Linked DNA regions of Mus musculus: region 1 is linked to region 2. The links are chromatin contacts, called in public HiChIP or PLAC-seq maps. All regions are on one chromosome and are shown on one strand. The core of a region is the stretch at or near the end of the contact, and the rest is flanking DNA. Distances in the headings are between cores, read along the strand shown. Region 1 holds the start of Zscan20 (zinc finger and SCAN domains 20). Region 2 holds the start of Zfp362 (zinc finger protein 362).

The links. HiChIP or PLAC-seq counts read pairs in DNA pulled down with a chosen protein or histone mark.
Region 1: an H3K27ac HiChIP or PLAC-seq map of T-cell acute lymphoblastic leukemia shows a contact between it and region 2, with 12 times the contacts expected there. The contact joins the promoter of Zscan20 here to the promoter of Zfp362 in region 2. A contact is called at or near these places in 11 of 39 promoter capture datasets (the 3T3-L1 cell line, the C10 cell line, the HPC-7 cell line and 7 more), 15 of 484 Hi-C or Micro-C datasets (B cells, CD4 T cells, CD8 T cells and 10 more), 16 of 115 datasets of contacts at active chromatin or transcription factors (T-cell acute lymphoblastic leukemia, bone marrow-derived macrophages, craniofacial prominence and 11 more) and 5 of 9 other capture datasets (adipose tissue, embryonic stem cells, liver and 2 more).

The regions. Positions count from the first base shown.
Region 1 is chr4:128,604,199-128,611,398 of GRCm38.p6, reverse strand. It overlaps Zscan20 (zinc finger and SCAN domains 20), which reads left to right and starts at 1,301. Exons shown (of 8, transcript NM_177758.4): 1 at 1,301-1,405; 2 at 6,687-7,194. The coding sequence starts at 6,796.
Region 2 is chr4:128,803,971-128,811,249 of GRCm38.p6, reverse strand. It overlaps Zfp362 (zinc finger protein 362), which reads left to right and starts at 5,138. Exons shown (of 9, transcript NM_001081098.1): 1 at 5,138-5,238.

The sequences.
Region 1 (7,200 bases), core at 52-2,551, 200 kb after region 2:
TGTTTTACCTACATATTATCTTTAATCTCCCAGGAACCTACCCTGAGATGGAGGTTTTGTTCTGTCACCTAAATTTTACAGCTGAAAAAAAAAAAAGACAATCGTGATGGAGTTGTTTGTTTGTTCAAGGACATACAGATGGGATGTATGAATTGGGGTTTGAATCTATGGCTGACTGACTACAAGACCCACATTTCCAGCTTCCTATTAGATGGCTCATACCTCAAGAGTATTTACAGTGTTTATCATAGGGTTTCTATTGCTATGACAAAACGCAGTGACCAAAGCAACTTGGGGAAGAAAGGGTTTATTCGGCTTACACTTCCACGTTGTAATCTGTCACTGGAGGGAGCCAGGATAGGAACTCCCACAAAGCAGGAACCTGGAGGCAGGAGCTGATGCAGGGGCCATGGAGGAAACGCTGCTTACTGGCTTGCTCAGTCTGCTTTCTTACAGAACCCTAGACCACCGGCCCAGGGGTAGCCCCACCCACAATTGCCTGAGCCCTCCACTATCAATCATTACGAGAAAGTCCCGCAAGTTCTCCCATAGTCCCTCTTATGAAGGCATCTTCTTCACGGAATCTCTCTTTTCTCTGATGACTCAAGCTCGTGTCAAGTTCGCATGAAACTAGCCAGGACCGTGGAACAAAGCAACTAAGTATTACACTAAGATTATTCAGCTACAGGGATTAACGTGTTTCTGACACCCAGGGATTCAAACTCCGTAAGACTAATTTACATAAAAATGGCTAGTATCTGCTATCTATAGTTGGATCCTGGATCCGAATTAACAGTTCTAGGTTTATTGCCTCACTGATGCCTCACATAAACCTGTCACATGAATGCTATTATTCTTACTTCACAAGTGAAGAGGTGAGATATAGAACTCTGCCAAACCACTCAACTAAGTTGTGAATTTGTGAATTTGAAATTGTAGTTACAACAGACAAACTCTCTCTTGCCCAATAGATGGTCACTGTATTCACCCTCTTTCCTTTTTTTATTATTTTTCCCTACTCTCTCCAGCTCAACCCAGGGGGCCCCACGCTTCTTCAGTAGACCCCGACCCCACGCCCTTCTAATCTAGACTCCACCCAGTAGGCGGCACCGTCACCGCAGAACCAATGGAAGAGAATAGTATCGAGCTACACCCCCCCAGGCATTGGCCCTGCAAGATTTGTTCCGGTACCAGAGCGCCTGAGAAGATGAGGCACTCATTGGCTGACGTCATCTGAGAGGCGGCCGATAGAGGAGTGGCCACCGGTGCTCGCGCGTTGCCTTTTGGGAGTTGTGGTCTCAGAGATCGGGTTCCAGGGCTGGCGGCGCTGGGACTATGCGTCCCAGCATCCCCTGCAAGAGCCCGGGAGCACTTCCGGCCTGTTGAGAAGTGGGTGTCTCTGTGGGTGAGTCTGGGTGGCGGATGGGGTGCAGTTGAGAATCAGGCGCTGGGCTGGAGGCTTTGGAGGTGGTGGTACCCGCGGGGGAGGGGAGCTGGGAAGGTGAGAGGGGAAAGCAAGCATCGTGGCGTGTGTGTGTGTGTGTGTGTGTGTGTGTGTGTGTGTGTGTGTGTCGGGGCGGGAGTGCGGGCGGGCAGAGGCTGCAGCGTGTGGAGATGGGCAGGGTCACCGAGGGGTCGGGATGAAGAGTGAGTTGGAGAGGCGGGCAGTGAGACGGGTCTTACCGAGGTCTGTGGGTAAGGTGGTAGAGATGCGTTTTGGCTGTGAGGGGAAGTTACCTTAGGGTCTAGAAAAGCACAATCAAGGGAAGAGAGAACTCAAGGGCCCTGGCAAAGAAGTGAAGAGGCCCTGAGCGGAAAGTCTGACCTTAAAATAGTGCTTCATTCTCGACACCTGCGTTCATGTCATCTGTGACGGGACTGGCTATTGTGTTCAATCCCAAACCTGTACTTCTTTCCTCATAACTGATAGAAGTGAAAGGCATCTTTATCTACTGACCCGCCCACCCTCGACTGACCCGCCCACCCCTGCTGACCCGCCCACTGACCTACTTGTTTTACCAGCTGATTCCACCTGCGCCTGCATTCTTCTTCATCCACGCCGTTTGCTGTACACTGTTCGAGGCTTGCCATTTCTTTAGTATCTCTTAAAATGACCTCTGTCTTCCGGGAGCCTCTGCAGAAGTGTCCACATTTTCATTTCTCCAACTCGGAGAAACATTGCAGCTAGTGTGATCTGTTGAAACCCTCAACTGTATACCTTCCGTTTGTTCTCCAGCTTGGAATCCATCCCTGGCATGCAACACGTGTTGAATGGAATCTGATCTAGTAGATTCTTCATAATGCTCTTTGCAGCCCACTTTTCCCATACTGCACGCTCCGGGGCTGCCAAGGTGTTTCCCATTCTCCAGGTGGGCCATTTTGCTTCTCTACTATTTCATAGCCTGCCTCTCTGCTGTAACCTCCCTCCCCCATTCTCTCTGCGTTGTACTCAAGAACCAAATCAACAGTTCCTTAAGCAAATTGCCACCTCCAACTTCCCAGCTCCCAAATCACACTTTCTTTATGACATTGGATTAATATAATTATCTGTGACTTTTAAATTTATTAATTATCATTATTATTATTTGTCTCTTCCACTAGATAGCTTCATCAGGGCAGGCAGTGTCTGGATCATCTCCATTTTCTTTGGTCCAGCCCAGAACAGCAGACATCTAATGTAGATCCAGCAAATGAGTAAAGACTTGGTGAATGTGGGCTAAAGACTCTCAGGGGGAGCTTTGTTAGACCACGTTTGAAAATGGCTACGGACTTCCAGGGCTGTGAGCTTCAATCTTCTTCCTGACATCGATATCTGCTGGGAGCTGAGGTTGTTGGGGGCTTAAGGACAGTGTTGGCCAACACATAGGGATGCATACAGCGGCTTCCTTTACCTGAGGCCCGGCAGCCATTGCTAATTGATCACAACATATATCCATATGGAGCTCATTTCTCAGCAGACTCCTCTAGGTAGCTTCCCCCATGATGGAGGATGGTCGGCTAAGTGAGGCCTATCTGCCACCCCCAGTTCCAGTCCTTAGATGCGAGTCTCCCCTCTTACAGCCATAGATTGCATAGTTAGCCCAGTAGGACTGACAACCATTGGGAGCTCCCAGCTGCTTAGAGGATCCCAACCAATCTGGTCCTCTCTCTGGACCGAGGGAGCATCTTCTCTCCTCCTCTGTTGTCACAGGAGTGGGTGGAGGGGGGGGGGGAACTTAGCTCCGCATTCACATCCAGTACCCAGTTGCCAAGGCCCCGCTCAGCTTCCCTGTGGTAAAGTGGAACAACTTAAAAAAAAAAAGGTTTTTGTTTTTTTGTTTTTAAATTAAATGTGAGAATTTTATACAGTGAATTCTGGTGGCCCTGATTTTGATTGAGTACCCTTTCATCATTTGGGGACTCTGCACCCCTCCTAAGTCTTTCTGGGAACTGGAAGTGAAACCTTTGTGATTTATTTATTCAGACTTCTGTCTGGAATAATGCTGTAGGAAAGACACGCTGCTTCCATTCAGTGCCAAGAAAGGCTCACAAAAAGAAAAGCAGGCGGGGAGTAGCGGAGACATGAGGAGTAGCACCACAAGAGGAGACATAGTGGCAGCCCACGTGGGGTGAAGTCCCTCACGTGTCTGAAGCAATTCTGGCCGTTGCCAGCATGTGAACTCTAGAGGTCTGGTTTCTCTTGGAGAAGACTGAAGAACCGGGGACGTCCTGGGCTCGCCGTCCTCTTAGGGCTCCACGATGGGTCACAGTCCCTGCCCGTATTTACTTTTTCCGTTTCAGGCTCGCTGCCTGCTTATTCTATTCTTGTTTCACAAGTTAGCCTGTGATAAGAGCTGGGTAGGACAGGAGGCTGTCTGACCTGCACGGTGTGACACAGCAGCTAAGAGGCAGAAGTCTCACTCTTCCATGGATGTTCTTGTCTGTCTCCCGTGGCATGATTCTAGCAGGTAGGAGGATGTGACGGGATTACGGAAAATGGTGGGAGACTAACCTGGGCCTAGGTCCTAGCTCAGACACTTGGTGGGTTTAGGACTTTTTCTCCCCCCTCTCTCTTTTCCCCCCTCTCCCTACCTTCTCTCTTTGAGAAGTTCTGTTTCTCTCTATACATCATAGCTTGGGAGTCCTTTGTTAAGGACTCAGTGAGCACTCAGTCTTGGCATAAGCTCAGGTTTTCTAGTGTGACCACGAGGCAGAAGAATTGGAGACAGCCCGTTTCCATTCTGGTCTTCCTGGGTCATGGGTGTTATAGGTCAGTGACGGTCCCTCTACTTCCTTGTCTGGAGGATTCTGTGCAAATCTAGATGGAGAATGTTTAGGACTGTACTTAGTGTGGATAAAAGGCACCTCTTGGAGGCCTCGGTGTATCTCTGGAGGCCTCAGGGCTGGAGAATGCTCTTGCCACGCTCCTGACTGACAGTGTGGACCTCCCTTCCCCCACCGTAGTCTAGGCCATATGGATAGATCGATATATGATTCTGACAAGGGTTTCTTCCATTTGTTTGAAATGAACTTTTGAGGTTTTTCGGATCTCTCTCCCCCAGAAGATGTCCTCGGCTCTGGCTTGGTGACTGGTGGCGTCATTGCCTGGCGGGTGTCTCCTTTATGCAGGAGTGTAGGAGTCTTTGCTTGCCAACTTACTGTCTGTTCCTAGACTGTAACTTTGTGAAGGCTGAAGGGACTTTCTGTCCCAGCCACTGTTGGATCTGTAGCTCCCGGTACAGTGCAGGGCATATGGTGGGTATTCTGTGAATGCCTGACAGGTTACTCCTTGTGTATGACAGTGACAGATTGTGTGTTTGGATTAGTGTGTTGGGAAAATGTGTGTTAAAAAAAGTTATGAAACATTAATTCTTCAATATAAATCATGGACATTCTAGACTTTTGATGTAACAGATTTACATATTTAATACAAGACAACAAAATCTCTAATGGCACTGGTATTTGTTGTCTATGAGGCTGGGTCCCATACTGGCCTGGTATACCTCAGTGCAGTGGCACTGTCCATTGTAGGGGTGGGTGGCTGCAAACCATGGGTGAGCATTTATCTCAGAGCCATGTATCAGCTGCTTTGGGAGGAGCAGGGATGGTGGCCGGGCATGATAGAGCACACCAAGGAATGCCTGGAGGAAGTGACATGTAGCCACATGTAGCAGAGGGATAGCCAGAAGTAGCCCGGTGGCCCTGTGTTCTCTAAGCATCTTCCTACGTACATGGAAGTCTTTTTGGCCAGTCTCTATCTTTTTGTTTTTGCTTTTGTTTTTTGAGACAGGGTTTCTCTTTGTAGCCCTGGCTGTCCTGGAACTCACTCTGTAGACCAGGCTGGCCTGGAACTCAGAAATCCGCCTGTCTCTGCCTCCCAAGTGCTGGGATTAAAGCGTGCGTCACCACGCCCGGCTTCAGTCTCTATCTTTTGTTACCCTTGCCTCTACCCATCCTAGTCAGATGGCCCAGAATACCAGATGCTGCCATCCTTTGCCTCTGGTCCTGCTGTGCCATTCCTACTTGGATGCAGCCAGTGGCCTCCTGTTGGGTGTGTCTTATGCCATTAGACTTTCGACGACTAGCTTGTTTTCTAAGAGAACCCAGTATGGGTGTCATCAGAGAGGCTGTACCTCCATAGGTGCCAACGTGCACGTGTCTCCACAGAGTGTAATAAAAGATAGTGCCACGGGAAGGTGGGAGTCGGGGAGAGAGGAATCTTTTTGATGTGGGCAGGCCACCAGTTGTCCTTTGGCTAGTGTGCTCCGGTCCTCATGAGCTCACAACATCACTGTCTGCTTTGTTTTCTCCATGCACTGAGTACTGTGCTAGAGCCTTCAGAAGCTGTGGTCTGGGCACTGTGGTTATTACAATAGGGTGATCATGGTTGCAAGGGAGAGCATGAGATGCCACAAAAGCTGGTGACCAAGGACAAGTCTTGTATCAGGGAGCATGTAGTTTTTGTGGAGCTTGCCACAAAAGATGGCAACTAGGATTTTATTGTTTATTTGCTTTATGTATGTATGTATGTATGTATGTATTTATTTTTTGCTATTGTAGCTCAAGCTGGTCTTAAACTTAGAATCTTCCTGCCTCGGCCCCCTGATTGCTGGGGAAGGTACATTTGGTTTTGACCCATTGAATATGAGGTATCTAGAGGACAGTCAAGTGGAAATGTTGGAGCCATGAGCTATGCAGACAGCTTTGGCTGGAGTTTCGAGAAACTTCAATTTAGAGATGGTGAATGATATCTGGTGTGTGGGGTGACTGGAGAGTGAGGGGGGGATTTTGCCAGATGACCATCCCTAGACGAGGACCAAGGCTCAAGTTTCAGAAGGCAGGTCTCATGGAAAAGGTGACCCTCTTGGGGTCCGGCTTTGGGGAAGGTTGGCTTTGGAACCTGGTGTAGAAGGGAGGAAGGCCAAACTAGGGTCAAAGCCCAGAGGTCCAGGGTTCTTGGATTAAACATTTAGGCATGTCCCAAAAGATGTAGCATGGTGCTGTCTTCTTGTAAAGGGAACTGGGTGCTGACATTGGTGCCTGATCACGGTCTCACTTCCTGCCCTTTGCAAAGCAGTGTCTCAGAGAAGCCTCAGAGACACTTCCACAGACTTCCACAGAGGTTGTGGAAGGTATGAGAGAGGCGAAGGAAGCAGTGTTCCTGGGTCCTCTCCCTCACCGTGCCCTTTGTCTTTCTACCTTCACAGTCTTGGGGAGCTGTCCCCGCCAACCCCCAGGAGCCCCTTGAAGGACACATTGTCAATGCAGGAAGCAGCCAGATGAGACAGCTCCGCTGAAGTGAAGCACCCGGGCCAGATGATGGCTGTGGCCTCACCTCCGCCAGAGCCGGAAGACCTCCTGATTGTGAAGCTGGAGGAGGACTCGTGGGGATCAGACTCCAGACCCGAGAAGGAGAGCCACAGCCCCGTCCCTGGCCCCGAGGTTTCCCGCCGGTGTTTCAGGCAGTTCCGATACCGGGATGCAGCTGGACCCCATGAGGCCTTCAGCCAGCTCTGGGCGCTCTGCTGTCGTTGGCTGAGACCTGAGCTTCGCCTCAAAGAACAGATCCTGGAACTGTTGGTGCTGGAGCAGTTCCTGTCCATCTTACCCAGGGAGGTGCAGACCTGGGTGCAGGCACGACACCCCGAGAGCGGAGAGGAGGCGGTGGCCCTGGTGGAGGATTGGCACCGAGAGGCCTGGGCTGCCGGACAGCAGGTGAGG
Region 2 (7,279 bases), core at 3,889-6,388:
TTGGCACTTGGGGAATGTGTGCTGAATTATTAAAAATATAAGTCATGGTTCCTTCCTCAATTAAATTACCCTAGCCTGGCATGAGGGTATGTGCGTTTAATCCCAGGACTCAGGAGACAGAGGCAGGCAGGTTTCTGCAAGTTTGAGAGCAGTCTGATCTACATAGAGAGTTCCAGGTTAGCCAGGTTACACAGTGCGATCCTGATAATTTTTTTTTCTTAAACACATATTTATGGAACAAATACATCTACAGAGCAGGTAGGATTTAGTCAGGAGCTGCACTGTCCACATTAGAGACACGGGAGGGGGAGAGGATCAGCCTCAGCCACAGAGAGCTTCCTAAGGGAGGGTAAAAGTTGCGGAATCGGAGAGGATGTGCATCGTCTGTAAGTTGCAGGCAGTTGTGAGCCTCCCATGGTGGGTCCTCTTAACCATTGAGCTCTCTGTCCAGCGCCTTCACCTCTCCTCATAGCTTTTAAATGGCTAGGCTAAAATCTGAAGGGTGAGTTGAAGCTGGCCATGGAAGTTGAGCCTGGGTGAAGGGAACCACATACGAAAAGGGATATGGCGAGGGTGGGATGGCCACTCATGCTGGCTGAAACCGCTTTGTGGGTGGTCAGAGAGGAGTCCCGCAAGGTAGGGAGGAGCCGGGCGCACACAAATCCCCTCAAAAGGCCCCAGCTCCGCACTCAGTGCCTTCAGTGTCCTTAGACTTTGGCCCTAAAGCCTTTTCTAGGGCTCTTCTGAGTGCCAGTGATGACCTCACAGTTACATTTGGGGACCATAGGATATTCAGGGCAGTGATAAGCTGAACCTTTCAATAATGCCATAATTAGCACACTCAGGGTGTTTTCTTTTTAGGCTTACTGTGTGTGTGTGTGTGTGTGTGTGTGTGTGTGTGTGTGTATGTATTATGTGTGTGTATATTGTGTGTGTGTGAATATGGATGTATGTGTATGTATGTATTCAGGGTCTCACTGTGTAGCTCTGGTTGGCCTGTAGATCAGGTTAGCTCCAAATTCACAGAGATCCTCCTATTTCTTTCCCTGAGATATGCAACACAACACCCAGTTAGAATTTATTTTTAAGGGCTATTTTAATATTTACCAAAACTTGGAGTATATAGTAGAGGGTTCCCCTTATATACTCCCACCATTCTTCCCTCATTATCAATATATTATGACTAAGTGATACAGTTTTCCACAATTATTGGCAGATAGTTTTACTGACATAACTAATTTGACTCTATAGTTTGATTAGAGATTCTTGGTTTTGCTTTAACACCTATTTTTCTGCTCCAATACCTCACCTAGGGCAATCACATTACACTTAGTCATCCTGTCTCCTCAGGCTCTGCCAGCCTGTGACTTTCAGACTTCCCTGTTTTGGGTTTTGTTTTGTTTTGTTTTTTAATGATCTTGACAGTTCTGAGAAATTAGGTATTTTGTTTCAGCACTAGTGGAGTGTGCCTGATATCTTTTTCCTTGTGAGAAAGAGTACCACCGAGGAAATGTGCCATTAAAATAAAATCATGTGGGACTGGAGCGATGGTTCAGCGGTTAAGAGCACTGACTGTTCTTTCAAAGGATCAACTCCCAGAACCTCCATAGCAGCTCAGAACTGTCTGTAACTCCAGTTCCAGGGGATCTGATGCACTCACACAAATACTAAACCAGACAAAGCACCAATGCACAGCAAATAAAAAACAATAAAAATAAAGAAAAATACCGTGAGAGAGAGAGAGAGAAAGAGACAGAGAGAGAGAGAGAGAGAGAGAGAGAGAGAGAGACTATGCACATTTGCAGGGTTTTACTGCTGTGAACAGACACCATGACCAAAGCAAGTCTTATAAAGGACATTTAATTGGGGCTGGCGTATAGATTTAGAAGCTCAGTCCATGATCATCAAGGTGGAAGCATGGCAGCATCCAGGCAGACATGGTGCAGGCAGAGCTGAGGGCTCTACATCTTCACCTGAAGGCTGCTAGTGGAAGACTGACTTCCAGGCAGCTAGGATGAGGGTCTTAAGCCCACACCCACAGTGACACACCTACTCTAACAAGGCCACACTTCCTAATAGTGCCACTCCCTGACCCAAGCATGTACAAACCATCACATTCCACTCCCTGGCCCCATAGGCTTGTTCAAACACATGAGTCTATGGGGGCCATACCTAAACATTGCATAATGCAAAATACATTTAGTCCACTTTCCAAAGTCCCCATAGTCTATAGCAGTTTCAACAATGTTAAAAGTCCAAAGTTCAAAGTCTCTTCTGAGATCCATCCAATCACTTAACTGTAATCCCCAAAGCAAGACAGGAAACCAGCTGGGCAAACTCCAAATTCTGCACGCCCATGGCTGAGGTCAAAATGGTCTTCAGCTCTCCAACTCCTTTTTCATCTTTGTTGACTGCAACAAACTTCTTTTCCTGGGCTGGCTACACTCTCTGTTAGCAGCATTCCTCATCAGATATCCTATGACTCTGGCATCTCAGATAGCTTGGGTTCTCCAAGGCAACTTCAGCTTCACAGCTTCTTGTTTCAATGTCTGGGATCCACACATGATCTTCTGGGCTCCACCAAAGAGCTAGGGTCATTTTTCCAGCTCTGCACTCTGTAGCACTCTAAGCTCAGGTTGATCCATTCCACTGCCTTTGCTGTTCTTGGTGATCATACCACGGTACTGGCATCTCCAATACACTGGGGTCTTCTGCTGCAGCTAGGCTTCATCAATACCCTCTCATAGGCTTTCTTCATGGTGCCAAGTCTCAAATCCTTTACATGAGCCCTTCAGTCCTGGGCCATCAATTGCAACTGAGGTTGCACCTTCACCAGAGTTTCTCTGGCTTCTGCCCTGCCCAGGCATCTTTTGAGTCCTAACATGTGCGTTCATGCTCCACCCCCACCCCCACCCCCAGCATGTTGGGCGAGACTGGCCAGTGGTGACCCCTCACTGGACTGGAGGGGCCTCGGGATCCCACCTCGCTGGGGGGCCTTCACCTTCATTGCACCATGGAGGCTTTTGGATGAGACCCTGACTGGCAAGAAGGGAGTGTCTGATCTCCTGGAGGTGGAGTTACAGGCAATGATGGGCTCTTTAACATGGATGCTGGAATCTAAACTGTAGAACCATGAATGCTGACCAAGCCCTCCAGCTCTCCAGCCCCTAAAGGTTTTTTTTTTTTTTTTTGTTAAGAATGTTTATTGTTTTTAATTATGCTAGGGGAGGGGGTCTGTGCATATATGAGAGAAGGTTCTGCAGGAGTCCAGAAGAGGGCATCGGATCCCCCGGAGCTAAAGTTACAGGCTGTTGTGAGCCACAGGACTTGGGTGGTAGAAACCAAACTCAGGTCCTCAGGCCCAGTGCATTCTAACTGCAGAGTCATGCCTCCAGCCCCGGAAGGTTTGCTTTTCATCTCGTCAAATGTGCACACCGTCAGCATGATTCATGGCTGCTGATGTGCCCTTCATTTGTTTTCTTCTTCCTTTTCTGACTGTGCATTTGGAAGGAAGTCACTCTAAAACCCATGCCCCACATCCCACACCTCGATTCTTGATTCTTCTACACGGGTGATTTCTCGCTTCATTCCCATTGCTGGCCAGTGTTTTTCCTCACAGAACCTTCTCAACTCTGGGCTAGTCTTTTTGTTTTCAGAACAAAGGTGTTCCTCTCTTCTCCAGGCTCATCCCAGAGCCATGTTCTGAAAACAGCCCCTATCTCTCTAGGAGAGTAGCCTTCTCTGTGTTGTCAATACCATATCATTCCAGTTAATTTTTGCCGCTTGCTTATTGTGCCTCTGCCCTATGCCCGGAATTGTGTGCTTGATGCTTTGAGAAGGAACCAACGACCTCCGTGGGTCCCACCCTCCAGCTTCCCCAATGTGTGACATCCTGTGCTAAACTGGAATCCTCACGAGGACAGCGACTTTGTCCACACTTTTTAGAACTGTGTTCCCAGCCAACTAGCGCACGTGCCTATGAACTTATACTTCCCAGAAAGCAGGATGGTTTTTTGTGTCCTTCCTTCTCTGGGATGCTTAGGACGGCAGAGGCAGCCCTGATCCTCTAGGCCTGCAGGTGGACAGCAGAGTGTGCCACAGAAATCTAAGCGGGTTCGGAATCGGGAATGCCTGCCTCCTCAGGTAGAAGTGAAGTTTAGAAGTTGACACAGCCCGCGAGGCCGAATCAAGAGGACTTGGTGACTGATTGGCTGGGGAGGGTGAGGCGGGAGGAGGAGTCGCGCAGATGGCTCTGAGGTCTGGAGCTGGGGGGACAGGCGGTGCCACCTCTGATAGACTTTCTAGAAGTGCTGTCAGCTCCTGGTCGCCCCACCGCTGAGACTCAGGCCTAGGGTTGGGAAGCGGTGTCCTGGCTTGTGCAAACTTCTGCACCCCACCCCGCCCCCACGTCCTTTCTTCAGAAATAAATAACCAAAATCTTAGCAGGGATCTTGAGCCTGGCCGTTTGTCACCGGGTGTGTGTGTGGGGGGGGGGGGGAGCACCGTGGGGGTCTGCACCAGCTTGCGATTTCCCAAGGAGGGACACCCCCACCCCTCCCGAGAGCAGCGTGACCAGCCAGTCCCGGGTCCCCAGGCCACCGCCACCCGGGAGCGGAGTCTGGGCGGGACAATGGCCGCGGCCGCCCGGGCCCCGGGAGCCCCCGTGCTGGGGAAGGGGCTGTCCTAGGGCCGGGCGCCGGTGCCCTCCCCGCGCGGCTCGGGCGGGCGGAGGGGGGCGCGGAGTTCCTTTGTGGCTCAGCCTCCGGCGCGGCGCGGCGCGGGCAGGGGGCGCCGCGCAACTTTCCTTGGCGGCGGCGGCGGCGAGCGCGAGACGAGGCCCCGGGGCCGAGCGGGGGCCCCCAGCGCGCGGCCCGTCCCCGCCCCGCCGGCCCCCTCCCCTCGCCGTCGCCAGCGCCGGGCGCTGCCCACTCGCCGGAGCCCCGGGGCCGGGCGGGCTGCGCAGCCGAGAGGCGGGGGGCCGGACGCGGCTCGCTCGCGGGGCCCAGCGCGCCGGGGCCGCGCGGCTGCACAGCCGGCCTCCGCCGCCGCGGCGCCTGCAGAACCCAGAAGTGAACAGCAGGCGACCCGGAAGGTTTGCGCGCCGCTCCGCACCGAGCCCCAGCCGCGCGCCGCCGCCACCGCCGCCACCGCCGAAGCCGGGAGCCCCCAGCCCGGCCCTACTCGGGCCGCCGGGCTCGGGGCTGCGGCCGCGTCCCGGAGCGCCGCCAGCACTGCCAGGTCCGTGCGGGCCCGGGGCGCGCGGGGGAGCGGGCCCGCCCGCGGGAAAGTTGCGCCGAGTTGCGGGGCGGGGGCCGGGCGGGCGCGAGCGCTGTCAGCGCGGGGCGGCCGCGCTGCGTGGGCCCGGGGGTCGCCGGTGCCTCGGGCCGGGCCCCGGGGCGGCCGTGGCTGCGGCGGCTGCGCGCGCGGGGTAGGCAGCGTCTCCCGCGGCGTGTCTGGGGTTCGTCTCCGAGTGTGTGCGTGTGTGTTTTCCTAAGCCGGGCTATTCAAACCTGCTGCAATTCTCCGGTAAACAATGATTCATGGGGCTTAATGCAAATAAACGGATTGCAAACGGCGCGGTTCGCGCACTTTGCAGCCGGCCCGGTGGAGCGGCCAGTGCCGGATTTCTCCGTTTTTTTGCAGATCTGCAGAATATGGCGTCCCTGTCCTGTTTTAAAAATAAGCCAGGCTGCCATTTTTGTTTTTCTTTTGTCTGAAGATTTTAATAAAACTGTCTGAGAATGTGGGAGAGGCGGCTGGAAGCAGAGGGGGCACCCGAAGGGTTGGCTTTTTTCCTTTTCTTTGGAGAGAGCCGGGAGCCTTTCGGGGAGGTGAGACACAATACAATTACACTTTAAAGGAAAAAATAAGGGGGAGAGAAGCTGCCGGGTGATTTGGGGGGAGGGGGCTGGGAATTTAAAGTTAACTCTGAAAGTTTTCTTTTCTTTCTTGCTTTTTTTTTTTTTTAAGATTTTTTTTTTCTTCCCCTGAGGGCCCTGAGATGCCGCGAAAGGATATGGGGGCCCATTTCTCTGTTTCTTCCCACCTAGCTAGTCGCCTTTGCAGGGTTTTTGGGAAAAGTTAACTGCCGGTTTCCCCAGAACTGCGTGGGTGGGGATGTCGTGTGTGTGTGTGTGTGTGTGTGTGTGTGTGTGTGTGTGTGTGTAGGGCTGAGGTGAGAGGTTTTGGGAGGAGTCGTTTGGACGAGGCTCTGTATCAAAGTGGTATTGTAAGGAACTATATTGTAGCCCCAGATTTGGGGGAGTTGGCTGGCTCTAGGGGCATAAAGTGGGCCCAGGGTTTGGAGCTAAGATCCCTGTCATGAGGACATGACCCTTCTTGCCACCCTGTCCTCCAGCAGTGTGGATCCTTTAGGAGCTGTGTGTGTGTTGGAGATGGAGGGAGGCTTGCCCCTTCATGGGTGGCCAGAGCCCCCTTGGTGGACAGGAAGTTTTGGTAGCCCCCTCTTGGGGCAAGTCTGGTTGATTGCAGTGGAAGAACCCCCTTCAGGTATGGGTGGTCTTCTTAGCCTCCAGAGATGGCCTCTGTTGATGAATGTCCTTAGTGGTGGGTTTTTAGCTGGGTACAGGCCTGCAGCTCCTGTGGGTCCCGATATACATAGGAGTAGCTGACTGCCTGGCCCTTGTGTTCTGGGCCTGTCCTCTGCTTGTGTTAACTCCTTTCTGCCACCCGGCCTGCCACTTTGAAGTCTCCTGATTGGACATCAGTTGAGTTTCTGAAGTGGCTGACTGGACTGGCTGGTGACTGTACAGGCAGCAGAGTGGTATGAGGCCAGGCCCATAAAATCTGAATGTGGTCTTTTCCCCTTTTGGGGGAGACTCTGTCCTAGGAGGATGCTCTGAGCCTTTGTGCTTATCTAGGGCCCTCCCCCCATTTCCTGGAGGGAAAAGTCTCCTTTCAGAGCGGTGTCCTGGCTTCACCAGGCCAATGTGAGCTCCCCAAGGGCAGCCAGTGGGAACAAGGCCTGAGAGCGTTGAGCTGCAGAGCTAGGCATGCCTGGGTCACCCGGTTCTGAACCAACAAGGTTTTAGATGGAGAAACTGAGGCCCAAGAGTCACTACTCTGCCCAGTAGAGGAGAGCTGAGACTGGAACCCACGTTTGGGTTCTCTGTTTTGGAGCGCTCTCACCCCCAGCATGGTTTGCTTCAGACAAAACTGAACAGGAATAGACAGTGTGGCCCCCTTCCTTTCCCCCTGGACCCCATTATCATCACATTTCAGGAAATCAAATGTCACAGTGTGTACCATGTCCTATGTG